Linked DNA regions of Rattus norvegicus: region 2 is linked to region 1. The links are chromatin contacts, called in public Hi-C maps. All regions are on one chromosome and are shown on one strand. Each heading gives the region's core, a stretch centred on a gene start, on an enhancer-like site or on the middle of the called end of the contact. The rest is flanking DNA. Distances are from core to core; before and after follow the strand shown.

Region 1 (6,813 bases), core at 1,725-4,224:
ACGACAACAGCAGGCCACATTCTTTGTACACTAAGAGAGCTTCCATGAAACTGTCTGGACTGGGTGTGTGAGTTTTACACAGTTCACTTTTAGAACTCTTCACAGAACCTATATAAGACACATCCCCACTTAAAACTCTTCATTAGAGTTAACCAAACTAGAATGTTTCACGGTTCTCCCCACAAATTCCAGTGACTATCCATTTGCTGTCTGACTGCTGTTGAAGCACAATGTTCACCACACAGAAGAACACATGGTTGGAAAGATCTTTGAGTTTATTCATTTATTCCTTGGCATGCTCTGTGTTCAGCGGGCCAACTACTAGTCTATGCATTTTGTATATATTAGTTCATTTAATTATTCATCATTTAATTATACCAGTGACATTCACTGAATTCATACCATGCTTTTACAAGATGTCAGACCTTATGCTTGCTGTAAACTAAGCCTGCAAGGAACCCACAGTAAATTAGGTGCCCATCGAACAAAGTGTTTTGTCATTATCTGTTTTAAATGCAGGGATTGCATATGCAAATGGAAACACCTAATCTGGGAAGAAGAATAAAATCTGGGAAGTTAGGAAGCACTGACAATATCAAGGAGAGCCAACTGACAATGTCACCTGAAGCCTCGAAAAATGAGCCGGGAAAGTCTAATGAGGTTGTCACGTCCTGAAGACACTTCTGGTACGAGGGAGAGCAAAACTGAAATGCAGAATAGAAGTCATCACAAATGAAAGTAAAAGGTTGAGGCAATGTAAGAGATGAGGTGAAGACGTAGTCAGGGTGAAGTGAAGTCTTTGACCTGGGTAAACAATGCAAAGACACTGAAGAATTTTAACTAAGGGAAAATTTGGCTCATAATTCTTTATTTTGTCTAGCTTAGATGTTCTAGAAGTAATGGAAGTAGGGCATGGCAAGAAACGTACAAGCAGTTAAGACACTTCTATCTTTAGAACTGACAGCCTTAGCACAGTGTGTTCACCTTGGAAGTACAACGAATGACAGAGGACTCTTCTGTAATGTCCCAAGTACTGAGTCCACTCTATTGAGGAACCCCTTCATTTAACATTAAAATGTTCCTCTTTTCCACTTATTTCCTTGGGAACTATGGTTAGAGCTATCTCCTGTTAGAAAGTAAAGGGAATTGAAAGAAAACCTTAGCCTCCCTTTCTAGCCTCGTTCAGGCCACTGACTGGATGGGACTCACTTGGATAAACTTTGACTTCCTCAACCATAAACGAAATGGTTTCTAGTAGGTGGTACTTGAGTTTTGTTTGACTGTGAAGGTTCCATGAAGCAACTTCTATTCTTGTTAACATTATTTTTAGTCTTCAAAGGAAACCGGAGACACATCCAGACATATCATACTAGAGCTTCTCTCAGTGTTTGTGAATTGTCAAGCACCATGAATATGTATGATAATTAAGCCCCACAGATCTGCAACATGAACATTGTAGATTTAAACACACATACGGTCCTCATACTAAATAGTACACAGCGCATTTTGGTAAATGCCAGACCACTAAACTAAGCAGAAGACAACTTTAGTGCCAACGTAGCGAGTTAAGTGTAGTCTTCTTAACTTCAAAAGAAAGTTTAAATTTCTCTTTTATTTTTTTTCTTGAATCGTTCTGATTGAATCTGCATTTTTAAAGAAAATGAGAACTGGATAAAAGCTTTTGTCCAGACAACAATTTTGAAAAGTAACTAGCTAAAATTAACATTTACACTGTCAATAACATTTGCAGACACATTCTACTAGGGTCGAAAGTATGTGGTCATTTGCTAAAATGTGTTCCAATCTATCTGGTGTTATGTTATTATAAATTGCGTTGCAGGCCCTAGAGGTAGGTCGAATGCACCGTGTTCTGCTGAAACCCAATCAAAACACAGGGACTTGCTTATGCCAATAAATGATCCTCTTCCACACTGAAGTCACGTGATGTGGACTATCATTTCTCTTAAAGAAATTGTAGAAATTAGAGAACTTGGAGTTCTTTCTCTGCGGTCCTTAATCTCCTTAATAAAATAATTTTAAATAGACTTTAAAGGAAGATTGAAAGAAATTTTATTAGAGTTTGAAGGAAAAGCAACAGGGGAGGCAAACTATAAGTCTTGACAGCTATGGGAGGAGGTAAGTCTTGACAGCTATGAAGAAGAGGAGAACCCATGCCTTTGCGACATAGTCAGGCAAGCAGCTGCATGGCAGAAGGGAAAGTGGCGATGGAGAAAGAGCAACAAAGCCCCTAGTGCCAGAGAAAGCCTGCTCAAGCTTTTGGCCAGTATTCAAAACAAAAAGGGAATAGAAAGAAGAAACAGAAAACGTTGTGCTTTTCTGAGTTAGGACTCAGAAAAGGTGGGCAAACCACATGGTAAGAGACTCCATAAATAGAGCATAGAGCAGGGGATTCTGGAAAGGAGCAATACATTACCTCATTAAAGGAATCATCATTCCCCCCATCTTCTTAGCTTTGGGAATATCAGTCTTCGTGAGGGGCGATCTCTTGCCCCTAATGATTGACAGGCCCAGAGGGATTAACGCTTGAAGGAGGAATAATAATATATAATGTTCTAATCTTTGGAGCAGATCAAAATATCATGTTTCTACCCAGGAACACAGGCATTTTTTTTTCTGTTGACCAAGAGGCCTAAGGAGTGGCAAAGCTAATGTTTACCTTTCTACTATTACCAAAAAGTGGGAAGCTGGGACCAAAGCCAAATAATGAGAAACATGAGGTCCATCCCCCATGATCTCAGAGATATTAATCTCTGCCTCACAATCTAACATATCTCCTTCAAGAGTTGAGACACTAAAATCATTTAGGAGATGGGCTAAAATCATGGAATAACCTAGTTTTACCATGAAATTTTAGAGATCCAATTCTAAGATGTCCACCAGAAAGGATTAGTGTCTGTGGTTAGAGCTTTAGTCACACCCTCATATACAGATTCCAGGCAGAGGTGATCATTTTGGATCAGAGAGGAAAGAAACCAGAGGCATCCCACCTGGCATCTCTAGCCTTTAGCCAGTACAAAACCAAGAACACTTCCTGTTGTTGGCCAAGGACAAGAATTTATTAAACTGCTCATTCTCGGGGTCCCTGCTCTTTAAACTGACTCAACAGTTTAAGTCTCTTGTTCTCATCACTAGAAATATCCAATTAATGATGAGATGGGGGTGGTGGTGGAGATATGGATCACTGATTAAGAATAGTTGATGGGCTGGAGAGATGGCGCAGTGATTAAGAGCACTGACTGCTCTTCCAGAGGTCCTGAGTTCAATTCCCAGCAACCACATGGTGGCTCACAACCATCTGTAATGGGATCTGATGCCCTCTTCTGCTGCATCTAAAAACAGCTACAATGTACCTATATAAACAAATTAAATAAATCTTTTTTTTAAAAAAAAGTTGCTGCTCTTACAGAGAGCCGAATTTCCGTTCTAAGAACTCATGTCAAGTGAGTCACAACTACCTGTTACCCAGTGCCAGAGAAAGGTGTACCTTTGTCTAGTCTCTACAGGCACCTGTACTCAAACGCACACATCCACAAATAGACATGCATGTACATATAATTAAAACTTAACAATAAGTTTTTTTTTAAATAAGAAGGGAGTATGTGAGTGTAAGTAGAATATTCAGTTGTCTATAGGTTTTTACTTAACAGTAAAAACAAAAATACCCAAAGATCCTGTACTATTGATCATGTGCTAGAATCAAGTGCTATTGTATCCAAAGTGATGATCAGCATCTGTTGTTGTTGTTTATTTGCTTGTTGTTGGGTTTTTTTAAGTTTCATTTCAGTGGAACTTATCCATCCACTTCTCCATCTTCTATGTGGTCCCACCAATGTCCTCTGGAGCTCCATCCCCTACATGCTCCCACCACTGCCCTCTAGATCTCCATCCTCTATGCAGTTCTACCACTGTGCTCCAGAACCTGCTAAACTTCCTCTCTACGGGTTCCCAGTGCTGAGAGCCATGCAATTGTAAACTATCCCAACCAATGCCTTTATATAAAGTTCAAAAGAATAAGGAGAAACAGGATGTTTCTTTTAATAGAGCGATAAGATTGTGTATTATATACACTTCTTTCAATGTGATATCATACTAGTTGAGAAAAATATAAAATGTAAGTATATTTGAGGTCATTGAAGTATAAAGTATAGTAATCTGATGGTCAGTTAATATGTATGTGTGAATTTAATCATAACATGAGGAAGACACACCCTTATTGTAATTAGATCCTTTTGATATTCTATATAAATCTCTAAGATCATTATAAGTGCTACTTAGCTATGTATTTGGAGAAATATCGAGTCCCCTACTCCTTGTCTTTACAGAGACTTTTTCTGGGAATGAAACCAGAAAGTAGCTAGATGTAGAAGGAGTGAACGTTTTTCATCTTCTATCTGTAGCCAGCCCGGCTTTCCAGCAAACAGGTCCAACATATAAGACAGGAATACACTCGGAAGCTCTGAAAGTTGTCTTAGGGTGGTTGACTCAATATCTTATGTCTCAGTATCAATAGATATTTCAAACTTAGGAGTTTCAATGCCCTATCATCCCCTTGGCCCCCTGTCGCCAAACCTATTGTATTCACAATCTTTCTCCTCTCAGCTTTATGGAGCAAAAACTTGAGGTCAGTCCTGTTTGTCTCTTACACTTGAAGAATTCATTGGGAAACATTGCAAAATCCACTGTCTAAACATCCCAATGTCTTACTCTTGAAGAGGCTGCTTATTTGAGTCAGTATCACCAGTGGCCTGGAGCCCTGAAAATGCCTCCAAATAGTTCTGGTGGCTCCGTCCTTCATCCCTGCAGAAAGCTAATGCCTTAACACGCAAATAGCCTCCTTGATCAAAACTTGCACTGGCTCCCCTTTCCTCTCAGATTAGAGACCCAAACCCATAATATGGCACATGGACCCCATGGATACCACTCTGTATCAGCTGGTTTTCTGTTACTATAATAAAAAAACCTGACCAAAAGCAACTTAGGGAAGTTTGTTTTGGCTTATAGTTTAGAGGGACCGACTTCATCATGGCTAGAAAGGCAAAACAATAACAGGGGAAACTCACTGGGAGAAACAAGAACCTGGCTGGTATCATCCTCACCCTCACACAAGAAGTGAGGGTTAGGAGAGGGCACAAGAACCGGGTCAAAGCTATAAGCCCTCAAGCCTGCCCCAGTGACATGCATCCTCTAGAAAAGCTTCACTTCCTAATGGTTCCATAACCTTCACAAATAGAGCCATCAATTAGGGATCAAGTGTTTCAGTACATGGGTCTGTGGAGAACATTTTTCATTCAAACTGCCACACAGTGAAGCTTAACTAAAACTGTCAACTTGACTAAGTTAAGAGTGACCTGGGAGGTTAGTAAAACAACCTGTTGTGTGTCTGTGAGGAAGTTTTCAGAGATGATTGACATATGGGATATAATTGAGAAGACCCAGCCAAGATGTGGAGGCACCATGCATTGTCTGATGCTTTAGCCAGAAAACAATCTCCTTGAAGGTGGAACTTATTATCTGTATTGTTTTTTAGTGTACCCTGAGAGTCTAAAGCAGTGTCTGTCACGTAGCAGGTTCATCTCATTTGCAAGAGAAATGAATAATGAAATCCAGAACCAATGGCTTTAATACCTGTATTTTGTGAAAGTGGGGGTTTATATAATGGGAGTTCAAAAGTGGTAGTATTAAAAAGTCAATGACTTGATTGGTCTTTAGCATTGTAACAAATTGAATCTTTAAAAATTGACATTTCCATAACATATTCAGTGTTATAGAAAGAGCTACCTTACTGCATTGACTAAACGTTTTTCCCTGGATGATTTCTTTAGAGATCCAAAATGAGTCCTAGTGATTTGTTCATTGGACTTATGTTTTGAAGCCTCTTGAAACACAAATGGCCCATGTGTTCTTTATGCTTTCTACTGTCAGTCTGAGTTCCTATAAGAAGGGTAAATGGGGAGAGAAGAAAGAAGGATGGTATATTTTGATTTTAAAAAAAAATGATGTGTAGAAAAACAGATCAAAAATCCAAGATGCTACCCAGAGAAGATTAACCTCTCAGAGAGAATCTACTCACACATTTACATATTCAGTTACTTCATAAATAACTCCTATAGGGTTCGGAAGTGTTACATATACACAGATACAATGACCTTGAGTGCTTTGACCCAAAATGATTCGATCACTCATGTAGACATGTGTCTGTTCCAAGAAATAGTCATATTACACCAGAAGAAGGAAGACGTTAAGGGAGAGCTTCAAAGAAAGTCCACTGAGCTCACAATTATAAACCAAGTCTATATACCATAGTGTGGTCTTTGGGCATCATGAGATTTTTCTGTTACAAGTATTCATGATCAGAAATGGTGCTAAATGGAGTTCAGGACTTCATAGATGTATACTGTTATTATTCAAAGATCTTGTATCAAAACTCAAAGCATCTTCAGATGCCTGCCTCACTAACAGATTTCTCTAGAGTTCACCGTATCACTGTTCTTGCTTACATGTTTTCAGTGTTTGGGGAACAAACAGGAAGCAAAACTTGCTATTCCTTCTCAAACTCTCAGAGTACAGTTCATGTACACTTCTTACCTTATTTCATGAAGATTCAGAATGAATAAGAATTTTTTGCAAACAGATGATCCTTGACTTGTGACAAGACTCTGTCCCAATAAATTTCTGGCAAATGAATATATCAGGAAGTCAAATGCATTTTAAGGCACCAAGTCCTACTGGGTTTTTTTTTTGGGGGGGGTTAGTATTATTTCTTTTCCTGTTGCTGTGATAAAATGCTCTGAC
Region 2 (6,813 bases), core at 1,874-4,373, 150 kb before region 1:
GTGGAGAAATCTCACATGCTGAAGACCCAGAGAACAAGTCCTGGCTTCATGTACATTTAGAGGAAGATCATATATGATCGGAACCAATAAAGGAACTAATCAAGACAGGGAAAGAGCAGCTAATGGAGTAGGTAGAGGACCAAGCAAGAACAATGGTTCAGAAAACAAACCCAGCAACTTTAGGAATAAAACCATGACCCCCACGGTTGTGACACTTCTAGAGCAAGTAAGATAAAGTATGAGAATTAGTTTGTAATGGGAACATGTGGAGGTGGAGGGAAAGAAAAAGAGCAGAAGACACGGAAGAGAGGCAAGTCCTGATAGTCGTTATTATTGGGGGAGCGAAGAAATGGGAGAGGAGCCAGAGGTGGCAGTGCAGTTAAGGCACGGGTTTTGAACATTGATAAACAGTTTGCTTGTTGGCTCATAGGAGAGAGATGCACCATTGGATGGAACAAAGTCTCTGAGGGGGCACCAGCAGACGGATGCTTCGATGCAGATATAGGTCGTCTTTAGCTAGAAGTATAGAGGTTCATACACTGTAGCGGGAAGAGCAGCCTGCTCATGTAGATGGAGCTGTGGGCAGACTGGTAAGTGGGAGTTCAGGAAAGCTATTTTCCTGGTGGCTTCTAATTTCTACAGGGAACCAGAACCAGGGTCAGCAGTTGAATATGAGCTAAGCCTGGTAGAGGGCTTGAAGCAGAAGGTGCTGTCAGGAAAGGGAGAGAGAGTGATCTGAAATATGATGGAAGGCCCCGCTTCAGGACAGTGACTTCAGTTAGCCTGCTGTGCTTTCTCTGCAGAACTAGAGGTGAGGGCTGAGGTAAGGGAGGTGGGAGGGATGGGGGAGGGAGGGGGCCAGGGAGACTGGTTCCTTTGTTCTCTTCCCTTTCCTATTTGTTTTTGTAGCAAACAAAACTCTTGAGACTCTCCACTGTTCACTGTGACTCAATCCTGGATGAGATCTGAGGTTCAAAGGCACACAGCATTTTCTTCAGAACTTCTGCTCTTCCTGCCAGTCAGCACTCATTTGGAAGGCTGACCTTTGACCATAATGGCAGCGTAAGCACTGAAATGTGTCCCAAGTCAGTTCAGCAGCTACTCGGTGCAAGATGACCAGCTGCGGTTATACCATAGAGGACTTTGGGAACCCTTGGGGGTCCTCAGTCCAGCAGAACCTAGTGTGAGTAGCACTAGTTCTGTTTGCCAGAGAAAGAGATAGATCTGGGGTTTTTTCAAATTAAAAAAAAAATAGATGCAAGGAAGCATCTGGAGAAAAAGCAAAGTTTACATTTACCATTTAAAATAGGCTTAAGATAACAATTGTTCTCTCTCCCCTCCAATCTCATAGAGTACCTAAGACCGAACAGCTAATGATCTGGATGTGTTAATGTCTTCATCTCTCTAAGCAGGAATAGCAATATTAATGGTTTTTCAGTGTGGCATTAATACCTGGACATGTATGAGATAGCATGTCATATAGCAAAGCTTTGTACACACTAGAAAATGAGACACTGATGACTTCCTTTTGTTCTGTGACTAGAGCAGAACTAATTATTGTTCCTTTGTCAGAATGTAAAGAAAATATTTATGAGTAAAGAACAAAATTTAATGGAGTAATTAATGAGGTTCTTTTGTAGAGGTGGCATCTGGGCTCATGAGCATATCACAGAAGTGATGTGTGGATAGCAGGTGACAGGAGGACATGTGATGTCACATGAGATGTCCCATGAGATCCCTCAGCCAACCCAGCACCTAGCCAAGCCACTTTCCTTCAAAGAACCTTATTTATTTGTTTATTTGTTTGTTTGTTTATTTTAAAGATATGCAAGACAGGGTCTTGCTATGTAGCCCAAGTTGGCTTTGAACACTGGATCCCCTTATCTTAGGCTCCCGGGAGCGGAAATTACAGGCCATGTGCCACCATGCTTAGCTAGAACCTTGCTTGTTGATGTAGGAAACAGATGAAATAGTATCTTATCCTTGACACCGTAGCTGAGGCTAAATGGAGCAATGTAGATTGTGCACCTGAATGGTGTTTAGTATGTAGTATGCTTACAGGAAGGCTGTGATAGGTACTTTTGATTCTGAACGTGGAGAAATCTTCACTGTTCTTCATGTTTTGAAGTCCTCTTTATCTAGGTAGGACCAGTTTGCCCATGGCCTCTGCAGGCCTCCATTCCAGATTTGAGGTTTTAATACATCTATGATTCTTGTAGAACAAAACAGACATAGTGAGCACCCCACTAAATATTTTTAGGATTGAGAATTCTTTCCAATTTTCACAGCAGAGAAAGCTGCCACCATTTGGAAGGCTCTCACTTATCTTGTCCCCTCAATTTTATCTATTAGGATGCTGGGGGTAATATACAGAAGAGACTCCGATGTGGGTAGAACTCTGCTAGATTACTGTTTCTGCAAGTGGCATAGCATATGTTAGGAGCAGCTAAGATTAACTTATCCATTATTATTTCTGAAGATGTCACTGTCGTCATTAACACAGAGACCCTGTCTCCCCTGCTCATAGTCTAGGGAGACAGGACACATACACAGAGAATGACATCTGATGTTGCAAGATGAATGATATTTAGCAACCCTCGCTTAATTCCACAGCACAAGGTTGGCACACTCAGATCCAATAAAAACTTTAGAACATTGTCTGGGTGTGGCGAGAGAGAGTTGGCTGTGCCTAAGAAACCGTACACTATTTCCTGTACCAGCTGATCAAAGAAAAGAGCAGCTAAGAGCCCCACGAAGGAATGAAAGCAATGAATGCTGCTTCCTTCCTAGGGTAAGGTAGCATGTTGTGAAACTGTTTCTGAAACCCCGAGGACAAGTGTCAGCCACTGGGTCGCCAGCATCTCAGACTTGGTTCAGGGAATGACCGTGGTGGGGGTTGGTGGGGTCAGCCTCTGGCAGTTCAGCTGTTCCTGGGTTTTTCTTTGTTACCAGCTGAGGCTCTTGTTATCCACATCCAAGAAGAGAGAAATGGAAGCTGGGATTACACGCGGCATCATGCTGTAATGAAAGGAAAAGTCTTCAAGTCCAGGCTTTCACACACACAGCTCTGTGGCCTTTCCCAGTTTATCTCTGTGACTGTCTCTTAACGACAGTTGGTAGGACTGGAGATGACGTAACATACTGACTACCTATTCACTGACTCACAACACCATGAAGCACTGTGTGGCCATACAAACTCATTCTTTCAGACCACAATTAAAAAAACCCAAAAACCAAAAAAACAACCAAACCTTAACCAGGACACTTTCTGTTAAAATGTTCCAATCATATGTAGTTCTGAGCATTGGCCTCACAGAACGATTCTTGGCCCAGACCACATCTTATGAATTGTTAACTTTGCCTTCCTTTGGTTCTAAGTCTGCTTCCTATATCTCAATCCTCAGTTTAGAAGGTTCTAGAACCCATCCTTAGGGGAAGAGCTGGGACCTGGGAAGACTATTACCCACTCATGTCTACTGTGGAGCAAATTAATCAAGGGCATATGTCCCAGACAGTGGGTTAGTGATGTCATCTGCCTTCACAAAGAGTAACTTATTTTTTTTTTTTTTTGGTTCTTTTTTTCGGAGCTGGGGACCGAACCCAGGGCCTTGCGCTTCCTAGGTAAGCGCTCTACCACTGAGCTAAATCCCCAGCCCCAAGAGTAACTTATTAATGTCTCAGTGACTCACACTGTATGACTCTCCAGGCATTTGCTAGAGGATAAGTATAGGATCAGATGAACAAGAATATACGGAGACGGAGACGGAAAGCATTTTAAATGGGGCAGTGGCTTGGAGAGAGAAACAGAGGTCAGCTATGCTGAAGGTAGGGGAGAGAGGGACTGACTGAGAGCTAGACAAGAGCAAGGGAAAGTAAAGAGATCTATTCAGAAGGGGGTGGTGGTGTGGACATTAAACGAGAAAAGAAAACATGGCCGGGGGAAAGTGGAAAGAAGTACCGTTACATGTCATTGCATGCCGTTATATGTCATCAAGTGTCATTATATGATCAAAACCTGAGTTGCTGGAATGATCAATTAAAGAAAGTTAGAATTTCTCAGTATATCTTCAGATCAGTTCGGTCTCAGAAGGAAGATGTTTAGGAATATCTGATTCAGGGATGAGAGGTTTTGTGAATCTGGTGAAATCCATGGTAAAAAAGAAAGGATAAGTTTAAATTCCAACTGTTCTGTATAGGAACCTAAAGCCGATCTGTCTTAGGAGACCTTGCTTTATGTAGGCATGGGAATTCATGTGAGAGAGGGATGAGTAGATTATGGTAGCTATCCTGGTGGGTTTGAGATCAAAGAATCTAGTCTTCAGATCTTCTCTGTTACATGGATGTCACTTTTTAAACGTTTGCATATGTGTCTGCTTCTGTATGTTTACACATGTGTTTGCATATGTGATTATGTGTATATTTGGTGTGTACATGTATTTGTGTACAAGGGTCAGTGAATGTGTATGTGCCTAGGTCAGCGTGTGTCTATGCATGTTTGTGTGATTGCATGCCTCTATGTATGATTCTGTATGTGTTTGTGCATATGTATGAATATGCTTGTCTATACTTGTCTATGTGTGTGACTGTGCATATGTCTGTTGTCTGTATAGATACAGGTGTGTATTTGTATTGCATATTTATGCATTTATGTATGTCTTTGAGTATGTCATGTATATATGCATTTGCATGTTCCTGTTTGCCTTTGCATTTCTCTGTATATGTATTTGAATGAGGGGAGGGTATTTACATATGCATTTGTATATGTGTGTGTGTGTGCATTTTTCTTTGGTGTGCATTCGTGCTTATGTCCCTCTGCCTAGGTATATGCACATATGTTTGTATAATTGTATGGGAATTCCCATGTTTAGCTATGTGTGTTGGTGTGTGTGTGTGTTTGCATGCATGTTTGTGTGTGCATGTGTTTTTGTGTGCGCAAATGTTTGTACTTGTGTTTATGTGTGTGTTTATTATGTGCATGCATTTGTGTTTGTGTGCTAGTGTGTCCTTTTTCAGTGGTCTTCATGTATGTTTGTGTGTGTGTCTGTATTTGTGCTTATGTCTGTGTGTGTGGGAATTTATTGATTATGCTTTTGTTTGTAGGCACATGTGTGTATTTGTGGGTGTTTGTGTGCATACATGCGTGTTTGTATATGTTCATGCATTTCTGTGTGTATGCATGTGTGTGCCTTTGTGTATGGTTATGTGTGTATGTTTGTGTGTGCATGCATGTGTTTGTATGTGTGTGTATATGAATGAATGTATTGTGTATATGCATGTGTATGTTGTATGTGTGAAGGATTTCAGGGAGTGTTTGTTTTGAGGCAGCATTTCACTGTGTACTCTGGATGGCTCACTATGTAGACCAGAGACTGGCCTTGAATTCCCAAGTGCTGGGATTAAAAGCATGCACCACCACACTAAGCATGTGTGCATGTCTGCATGCACGAGTATGCTTATGTGTCTTACATATGTTTGTACCCCCAACAGTAATTCCTGATAGCAAAAAAAAAGTCAGGATAGCATCTAAATGAACACTACCTCATTCAGAATTTTTAAAAACTTAAGGGAAGTAGAAGTTGTGTTCCCCAGGGTTTCTACAAAGGAGGAGATGTATGAGGAGAGCCAAGCTCCCCAGACTGTTAGGAATGGGAACACTGAAGTTTCAGTGTGGCTCACATGACCTAGCTTCCTTGTGTCCCCACAGCAGTAGGCATTTGTGGATTCCCTCTCCTGTCCCTCTGCTGGTCTCTGTGGCACTGCTTGTCACCCTCTAGTCTTTTTCCTTCACAGAATCTGTCTGCTTAACACTTTCATTTCTGTGTTCTTCCCTGAATTCTTGCTTCCTCCTTTTTTTTTTTTTTTTTTTTAGCTTTAAGCACTGACCTATTTGAGAGGATCCAGACTGCCCTCAAGAGTCACTGGCAGGTCCACTTTCTCTGTTGCTTATGATGGACCCTTTGTGACCGCTGCAGTGGCTGCCCCGAGACCTGGGTCCATCCCCACTCAGCCTCTGCGTCTGTTATGTAGTTGACATCAGAGCATGTCTGTTTCTTCGTGTGACACATATTGGGCCTGAAAGGTTTACAGAGCTTGACTTCACATACATTGTGCCTATGTATATTGTATTCTCGTGTGTGTGTGTGTGTGTGTGTGTGTGTGTGTGTAGAGGCCAGAGGTTGATGCTGGGTATCTTCCACATTAATCTCTATCATTTGCAAACACTTTATTAATTATTGCTATTAGCTCTGTATGATATATGTGGGGTGCAGATCAGAGGACAACTTTGTGGAGTCACTTCTCTCCTTATATCTTTAACTGAATTCCAGGGATCAAAGAAAGGCTGTCAGCAAGTGTTTTTACCTGCCAAGCCATACAGCCAGCCCCACCTCTACCTTTGTTTTTAAAAGAGTCCTTAAATCTGTAGCTCGCTGACCTCACCAGGCTGGCTGGTAGGTGAATTCCAGGAATACACCTGCTGCCTCCCCTGCACTGGGCACTGGTATTTTAGGTACGTGTCACTATGCCTGACTGGAGATCTGAACTCAGGATCTGAACCTCATGCTTAAACAGCAAGCACATTACCAATGGGGCCCTCTCCCTTGCCCATACATTGTATCTCTTGACCCTTCTACCAATCCTGACTGTCATCACCATGGCATTTTATACAAAACAATTTAGACTTAAAGAACTGGAATGAAAAAATTTGGGGGGAGCAGGTATCCCAGATCATTTAAATGATAGTGTACCTTAAATCCAGGTCTTCTGACCCCAAGAGTCATTTTGGAAGATTAAGCAGGAGGAATTTGAGAAGTG

What was found. A called contact is a pair of places that touch in the nucleus more often than the background predicts.
Region 2: a contact with region 1 is called in a Hi-C map of the A7r5 cell line, with 2.6 times the contacts expected there. The contact joins two enhancer-like sites. A contact is called at or near these places in 2 of 12 Hi-C or Micro-C datasets (the A7r5 cell line and hepatocytes).

Annotation. Positions count from the first base shown.
Region 1 is chr13:79,593,297-79,600,109 of GRCr8, reverse strand. No RefSeq gene overlaps it. Among named protein-coding and RNA genes, the nearest start is that of Dpt, 60 kb to the left of the region's middle. Within about 2 kb of position 2,974, at least 1 of the 93 cell types and tissues checked has an H3K27ac peak or open chromatin away from gene starts, as enhancers often do. A contact at or near this core is called in the A7r5 cell line, where this site is marked.
Region 2 is chr13:79,743,016-79,749,828 of GRCr8, reverse strand. The region is part of intron 1 of LOC102546371 (a long non-coding RNA gene); the gene reads left to right. LOC108352565 (a long non-coding RNA gene) reads right to left here. Exons shown (of 3, transcript XR_001840891.3): 3 at 1-3,018. Among named protein-coding and RNA genes, the nearest start is that of Xcl1, 39 kb to the left of the region's middle. Within about 2 kb of position 3,123, at least 10 of the 93 cell types and tissues checked have an H3K27ac peak or open chromatin away from gene starts, as enhancers often do. A contact at or near this core is called in the A7r5 cell line, where this site is marked.